Regions from separate parts of the Mus musculus genome. Here region 1 is linked to region 2. A link is a contact called in public Hi-C data. All regions are on one chromosome and are shown on one strand. Each heading gives the region's core, a stretch centred on a gene start, on an enhancer-like site or on the middle of the called end of the contact. The rest is flanking DNA. Distances are from core to core; before and after follow the strand shown.

What was found. Hi-C and Micro-C count contacts between places; a contact is called where the count stands out from the background.
Region 1: a contact with region 2 is called in a Hi-C map of pre-pro-B cells, with 4 times the contacts expected there. The contact joins two enhancer-like sites. A contact is called at or near these places in 40 of 484 Hi-C or Micro-C datasets (LSK cells, cerebral cortex, differentiating embryonic stem cells and 15 more), 2 of 115 datasets of contacts at active chromatin or transcription factors (bone marrow-derived dendritic cells and epiblast stem cells) and 1 of 9 other capture datasets (embryonic stem cells).

Annotation. Positions count from the first base shown.
Region 1 is chr15:28,297,736-28,301,757 of GRCm38.p6, reverse strand. Dnah5 (dynein, axonemal, heavy chain 5) reads right to left here. Exons shown (of 79, transcript NM_133365.3): 29 at 2,478-2,677. Among named protein-coding and RNA genes, the nearest start is that of Dnah5, 96 kb to the right of the region's middle. Within about 2 kb of position 2,122, at least 8 of the 459 cell types and tissues checked have an H3K27ac peak or open chromatin away from gene starts, as enhancers often do. A contact at or near this core is called in pre-pro-B cells, where this site is marked.
Region 2 is chr15:28,187,587-28,191,626 of GRCm38.p6, reverse strand. It overlaps a transcript of Dnah5 not described here. Among named protein-coding and RNA genes, the nearest start is that of Dnah5, 14 kb to the left of the region's middle. Within about 2 kb of position 1,811, at least 48 of the 459 cell types and tissues checked have an H3K27ac peak or open chromatin away from gene starts, as enhancers often do. A contact at or near this core is called in pre-pro-B cells, where this site is marked.

The sequences.
Region 1 (4,022 bases), core at 873-3,372, 110 kb before region 2:
GCAGGCCTAATATAAATCATTGTATTTGATATTTATGCTTTTCCTGTCTCACGAGTTGTGCTGTCAATCAAATAACCTAACCTTTACACTCCCCAATTATAGTGTATGGTGTCCAAGTTTCTTAGAACAAGTGCTGAACAGTCCAAACTCAACACTACCAAGAATGTGAAGACTAAATTCTATAGCCTGTATCATTTACTCAGCTGTGACAAATAAATGAAAATAATAGGAATTTTATTTATATAATGTTAAGTACATAGTATTCCCTATTTTAAATTATTGATTTACAGATGGTGAATGTCTGAGCTTCCAGTGTTCAGGAGGCAGAGGAAAGAGCATCATGAGTTTAAGGTCATTCTGGATTTCATAACAATATCCTGTCTCAAAACAACTATTATTAGACATATACATGAGGTGAAGTTTTAAACCCAGAATGGCACAATATATTCTTTTTTTTATTTGTTTATTTGTTTTATGTATATGAGTACACTGCAACTATCTTCAGATATACCAGATCAGAGCATCAGATCTTACTACAGATGGTTGTGAGCCACCATATGGTTGCTGGGAATTGAACTCAGGACCTCTGGAAGAGCAGTCGGTGCTCTTAACCGATGAGCCTACTCTCCGGCCCAGCACAATACATTCTTATCCCAGTGATGGCCATACAATCATGATATTTTGAGATTCTGGTGTACAATAAATTACTTGAGGAAGAGTATGGAAAAGTAAGTTCATTAGAAGTATGAGTCTAGCTGGGTAGTGGTGGCACACACCTTTAATCCCAACACTTGGGAAGCAGAGGCAGGCTGATTTCTGAGTTCAAGGCCAGCCTGGTCTACAGAGTGAGTCCCAGGACAGCCAGGGCTACACAGAGAAACCCTGTCTCAAAAAACAACAAGAAAACAAAACAAAACAAAAGCAAAAACAAAAACAAATGCAAAAAAGGAAGGGGATATTTGAAATGGAGTCATTTGAGAGAACAAGAAAGTAGGTGCCGTTTATATGTTAGCTTTTGCTAAGACACAAGATTCGAAGGTTACACTAAAACGAAAACTTTAAAATAGGGAGTGAAGATGACAAAGAATTCTGATAAATCCTGAAGGTTCAGTGAAGACAAACCTTTTCTTATTTTTTTTTTATTTTTTAATTTGACTAGTTATCATTAGTTATGACTTCACCAGAAGTGCTTTTCAATTCAGGTAGAAGAGCAAAACTTCAGACAGACATTGCCTCATGGAAGGTCTTTGAATTCTTAGGCAAATGGATGTATCTGGAGGATATCATCCTGAGTGAGGTAACACAATCACAAAAGAACTCACTTGATATGCACTCACTGATAAGTGGATATTAGCCCAGAAACTTTGAATACCCAAGATACAATTTGTAAAACACAAGAAAATCAAGAAGAAGTAAGACCAATACGTGGATACTTCATTCCTCCTTAGAATAGGGAACAATATACCCATGGAAGGAGTTACAGAGACAAAGTTTGGAGCTGAGACGAAAGGATGGACCATCCAGAGACTGCCCCAACCGAGGATCCGTCCCATAATCAGCCCCCAAACTCAGACACTATTGCATACGCCAGCAAGATTTTGCTGAAAGGACCCTGATATAGCTGTCTCTTGTGAGGCTATGCCAGTGCCTGGCAAACACAGAATTGGATGCTCACAGTCAGCTGTTGGATGGAACACAGGGCTCCCAATGGAGGAGCTAGAGAAAGTACCCAAGGAGCTGAAATTGTCTGCAATCCTACAGGTGGAACAACAACAAAGGTGGAATGAACTAACCAGTACCCCCAGAGCTCGTGTCTCTAGCTACATATGTAGCAAAAGATGGCATAGTCAGCCATCACAGGGAAGAGAGGCCCCTTGGTCTTGTAAACTTTATATGCCCCAGTACAGGGGAAACACCAAGGTCAGGAAGTGGGAGTGGGTGGGTAGGGGAGTGGGGGGGGAGGGGGTATAGGGGACTTTTGGGATAGCATTTGAAATGTAAATGGAGCAAATACCTAATAAAAATTGGACAAAAAAAAAAAAAAGAGGAACTATGACTCTGTGGTTTTTGTGTCAACATTGCACTGTGGCACTGCGGCTACAACCAAATGATCAAACAGAGGTATCAGACTGGTTTCTGACTGTGCCACTGTTCATGCTGCCTTGCTCATCAGTGAAGTATGCACCCAGCTAAGGGCTTATGGACCATCAGTGTGAGAATAAAAGGGTCATCAAGCCGGATGATTCTAGAACTCAGAATATCATCGCCAACTGGAATTTGCATCTTGTCGCCCTGTCAGTTCTGCAGGGGTGAGTGAGTGTCAGCAGCAAAGATGGCATGCTCAGAGCAATCCAAGGGGCTACCTCCAAGTGCCATCCTGTCCAACTGGTGCCTCAGACACATCCCACAAACAGAGAATGGTGCCATAAAGCTACTGCCACTGGAAAGCTCAAGGAGGAGGGAAATGGTTTTCGTACCTGTTGCTAAGGAGAGAGCCCAGCAGCATCAAGCTATCCTCCATGCTGGCGATGACTTCGGAGGTACTGTCTCCTCTCAGGAGGAGTTCTCCACGGGTCTTAAAGCCACTAAATGTTAATGTTTTGTTGTCCCACTCATTGATCACTTGCCTCAGCTTTTGCTCAATGTCTCTCTCCTTCACGGCACTGATGCAAATGTCCTGTCAACAGAGTAAGCTCTCAGTTATCCCAGGAAAGTTACATCTTAGTAGTAGTCTAAGTCCACAAGAGCTCCTCTTGTTTATTTCATATGCATTTAAAGATTCTGTGTTTGCGAAGTGGATGCTCACAGTCAGCTATTGGATGGATCACAGGGCCCCCAATGGAGGAGCTAGAGAAAGTACCCAAGGAGCTAAAGGGATCTGCAACCCTATAGGTGGAATAACATTATGAACTAACCAGTACCCCGGAGCTCTTGACTCTAGCTGCATATATATCAAAAGATGGCCTAGTCAGACATCACTAGAAAGAGAGGCCCATTGGACTTGCAAACTTCATATGCCCCAGTACAGGGGAACACCAGGGCCAAAAAGTGGGAGTGGGTGGGTAGGGGAGTGTGGGGGGGGGAGGGTATGGGGGAAACATAAATGAGGAAAATACCTAATAAAAAATATTTAAAAAAAAAGATTCTGTGTTTGCAAATATCAAAGGCAATGTCATAAACGGTTTGAACGTCTGAATAAATACAAACAGAAGAAGAGGAAGATAAAGGCAGGTCTAGATAGAACCTTCATTTCTAAAATTTTCCATCCATCTCAGAAAAAGAAGTGACAATAAAAGATTCAATATCATTTTGCATTTTACAGTATAATCTCAGGCTTAAGACTCACTGTCCTGATCTCCCTCTCAGGTCAATAAGTGCAGTGTGAGAGGAGAGAATTGGCAGAAATATGAGTTCTTCCTGCTTTCCAGTCACAGTCTCCATCACAGCACCTTCTCCTGGACCCTTGGCTGATTCTCTCATTCTCTCTCACAGTGTTCATTTTCTGGGTGAGTTCATCTCTGTCCAGGTAAATAGCCTTTATATCTCCAGGGGGAACCCTCCTATATTTGCCTCCTCATGTAACAGTGTGAATGTTTCAACAAAACCACAAGCACAACCCATGATCCTGCCCAAGTTCAAGCTCTGTCTTTGCGCTTATCACCCAAGCTGACTTCTTGCAACATTCATTGACAGTCTCTGTGATGCATGAGCAGCCCTGGGATCCATGCAGAGCTCTCAGGAAGGAGGCTAGAGCTCTTTGTTGTCACCATTACTACCTTGTCCCACCTTTGCCATCATGCCCTTCCTTCAACAAATTCTGTCCAGTTTTACTCCCTACAAATCTCACAGATCTTTTTTTAACTCTTCAGCTTCATGCCCTCTACTCTCCGACAACAAATCATTCCCTCTTCCCTAACCTTTCACAATCTCTGAGTAGGTTTTCTCCTCACTCCCTTCTTGTCCTCATCTTTCTGCTTACCACTATCAGGTTGATCTTTACAAAATGCAATGAGATCTCATCT
Region 2 (4,040 bases), core at 562-3,061:
ACCCACACAAGACTAACACTATCAACCATCAGTCAACGGAGGTGGAGAAGCTCACAGGGCCCTATCCTTCATATCTCAACCACTGGCTCCTAATATATTCTGAGACATGGGATTAGTGTCTCTGGTTGTGGGCCCACTGCTGAGCCATCAGGTTCCAAGAGATTTTTCCCAACCCGTGGTCACACGGATGTCCCTGGTTAATCTCAGCAGATCACCAAACAAAATGAGTATATAGGAACAGGAAAGGGATTCAGGAGAGCTCTGAACTGGGGTAGGAAGGAAGTGCAAGGTACGGGGAGTCACTGTGCATTGTGTACGTGTGAAAAAAAATGTCCAAGGACAAACCTAATAAGTAAAAATAAGTTTTAATATATCAGAAAATAAAATAATAAAAATAGAAAAATGCAGGGGACATAGGGAAGGTTTCGGATATGACTCCGAAGCTCTCCAACTTTGTGGTATGATTCCTTTTTTAGGTAACCATAGCTCTTAATATAGTCTAAGATGATTCCAGGTTAAGTTCGTCTTTCAAGCATTAGTACTTTTCTACTGCTGTGCTAAATTGTCGTGAGCAAACCAACTTATGGAAGAAAAGTGTATTGATGTTCATGGTTCCAGAAGGGTATGGATCTGGTGTGTCAGGGCAGCGTGGCAGCAAGCGTCTGCATGGTAACTGTGTCAGGAAGATCAGGGTAGCAGGGCAGCAAGCATCTGTGTGGTGACTGGGAAGGGCAGAGATCTTATAGCAACCATGAGCACAGAGCAGAGCAAGCAAACTGAAAACGGCGTGAAACCTACCCCTAGTGGTGTGCTTCCTCCATCATGGCTACGCCGCCCCCTCCCCAAACAGCATCACTAGCTGTGGATCAAGTGTTCAAATGCACGTGCTTGTGGTGGACATTTCTCGTTAAAAGACTACAGGTATGATTTTGATAGAATATTAATGTATTTTAAGAAAAGTGTTTACTGAAGCTCATTAATCTCACCAAAGGCCACCAACATGAATGCACTCAGTGAGATTTTATGCCACGTTAAGGATGTTATTCCAATATAGGACAACTTGCTGCCTGCACAAGCTTACAACAGAGAAAAGAAGATGTTCCCTGGATTCATTCATTACTCACCCACCTTCCAACACAGGGGAGAGGGAGGGGGAGGGGGAGGGGAGAGGGGGGAGGGGGAGAGGGGAGAAGGAGAGAAGGGGGGAGGGGAGAGGAAGGGGGGAAAGGGAGGGGGAGGGAGAAAGGGGGAGGGGAGGGGGAGAGAAAGGGGGAGGGGAGAGGAAGGGGAAAGGGATGGGGAGGGGGAGAGGAAGGGGAGAGGGAGGGGGAGAGGAAGGGGAGGGGGAGGGGGGAAGGAGATCAAAGATCACACATGAACCTCGTGAAGCAAAATACTCAAAACCTACCCTTAAAATGCTTGAAGAGTTACTGTTTCGAATATAATAACATCTGTTAAAATTCAGTTCCGAAACCGAGCTAAATCATGTAAATGAGGAGGCGCGGTAGCAAGTCTGAGAACTTAAGGGGGAAATTAAAAATGAGACGCAGTCTGTGAAAAGTTGCCTTCAGTTTGGAAGAAAGTGTGTGATCAAGAGGGCGCTCTAAGCCTGAACCAGAAAGGCCTGGGAGAAAATGGTTTCTCTCTGATTCTCCATTTCCTTCCCCTTCCCTAAAACACAGGCTTGAATCTGCCGCTTTGTGAAACCACTCGACGTTTACAGGAAAGGGTGACTTTAAGGAACTGTGATGACTCCGCAGGTGACCGCAGGCGTGCTACACCACACCGGCTCACACTACAGGCACCCACTCTGGCCAATAAGGATACAGGTGCTTTGTCCTCGCAGCTTTGTCAGCGTCTGCCTACCTACCGCACTCTCTCTGATGCTCACGCCTCATTCAAGTCTCAGAAACCTCTCTACATCCTTTCTTTTATGGGGTCTCTTCAGAATCTTACAGCTTCCCTCTGAAGTTGCACGCGCGTTAGCTGTTCCTTGAGTCTGATCTTGCGTGTAATAGTTTTCATAGTGAATAATAGTGGGTTTGGGTTTTTGTTGTTGTTTTGTTGTTTTGGTTGGATTTTTGTTTTTTGTTTTGTTTTGGGGGGTTGTTTTTGTTTTTGGTTTGGGGTGGTTTTTGTTTTTTGGGTTTTTTGGTTTTTGGTTTTTGGTTTTTGGGGTATTTTTTAGACATGAAGTCCTAGAGCTTAAAGTTGACCTGAAACTCGAGAGGTAACTGAAGGTGATCTTGAACTTCTGACCCCCCCTGCCTCTGTGTCCTGAGTGCTGGAGCTACTGACACGCACCAACATGCCTGAAGCGTGCAGTGCTGGGAATCAAACCCGGAACTTCGTGCACTGTAGGCAAGCGCTTTGCCAACTCAGGCGTATCCCCAGCCCTATAATGGCATTTTAGAAATATAACCTAATGAGTGTTTAAAACAAACAAACAACAACAAAAAAAGGTGACTTTAAAATATTGTCATTAACACAACACCTGGCACTTCTCAAGAGCTCATGAAATAAATACACACTGAATGACCATTTTTAAACTGCCTGCATTGTGTATAAGTCAACATGATATTCCTTTTTGTTAAATAACAATCCCCGTCTTTCAATCCCTGTGACAGTGTCTCTCAGATCGTTGCGGTTCTCATTCTTCTTGGTTTCCTGTCTGATTTGTTGGGATAAAATAACCAGTGACAGAGATATGGGACATATAAAGGAAGAAAATGTCGAGGAATGGAAAGGCCAAGTCCCGCCCCTCCTACAAGCCCCTCCTACAAGCCACTTTCCTACTGCAGCCCTTACCAAACAGAAGGTGGGGGCTTCCCATTCTCCCTCCAGCATGAGATGGCCATCAAGACTGACTCCTCCATTCTTTATTGCCTTGAGAGACACACGTAGTTACTCTTTCTTCTTATCAAGTGCATTAGGAATGAAAGGTAGCGTTTTATTAATTGAATTGAGCACAAAAGTGAATTTCAATGTAATGAGCCTCAGCTTGCTCTTGCTTACCTTCCAGCCTGAGTTTCAGGCTTTCCTTTCAGAGAACTGTCGAATGCTGTTTGTTGGCACAGGAGTGTCATGTTGGGAAGGTTCTTTTATTAATGATGGGTCTATAAACCCACATGAAAAGAGCGCTGTACCCGCCATCAGCAGACAGCTTTGTCGGGCTTTCTCCTTTTAAGAAGAAATCTTTAGAATTCCAGTTACAAGAGTTACAGGCTTTCAATCTCATGCCCTATAAAGTCTTATGTTCGGAGGTTAATAAAATGAGATTAATCCGGAGATACTACATGTTGTGTTCTTTTCTTCACTCCTTTCAAGCAAAATACATTAACAGCAGCAATAGTCTGGGCTGGGGAAGGGACACCAGCCCAGCCGACTGCTCGTGGAACTCAGCTGCCCCCCAGCGGCGACGGAGAGAACAGCACGATGAACAGGGTGGTCATAGCGGAGAAAAAAGACCTGGGAGCATTGCGGTGATTAACCTTGATTTATATCGACTTTCTCACATTTACAAAAGAGATGGCCCAGCAGGAGGTAGCGATGCTGAAGCCTTTAATGCAAGAGAAGCCAAAGTCTCCTGTTTGACGGAAACACCATGCCTGGCCTGTTAGGGCACACCTCTAAATCTCCATAGTCTAGAATGCGACCATTAGGAAGACCCTGTCTGAGAACAAATCTTTGTCTATGTTCCAACGATCTCCTTTTTCAAAAATTCCCAGTTTAGAACTTTCGCCTGCTATCAAATGAACTAAGAGAAATAATAATTATAAATAAAATGCATCTCCGTGTATACAGAGACGGTGCTTTAAAGAAACAAAATCACTAAGAAACAGGACTCAAGAAAATGTTCAGCCTTGGCTGCTCCTCCAGGTGCGGGTTCGATTCCCAACCCCCACATCGAGGCTCACACTCCATCGAGGCTCACACTCCAGTCCCAAGGAATCCCACACCCTCCTGGCCTCTGTGGGCACTGTACCCCCACAGTGCACAGACATGTGCTTAGGCAAAACGTCCATACACATAAAATTTTT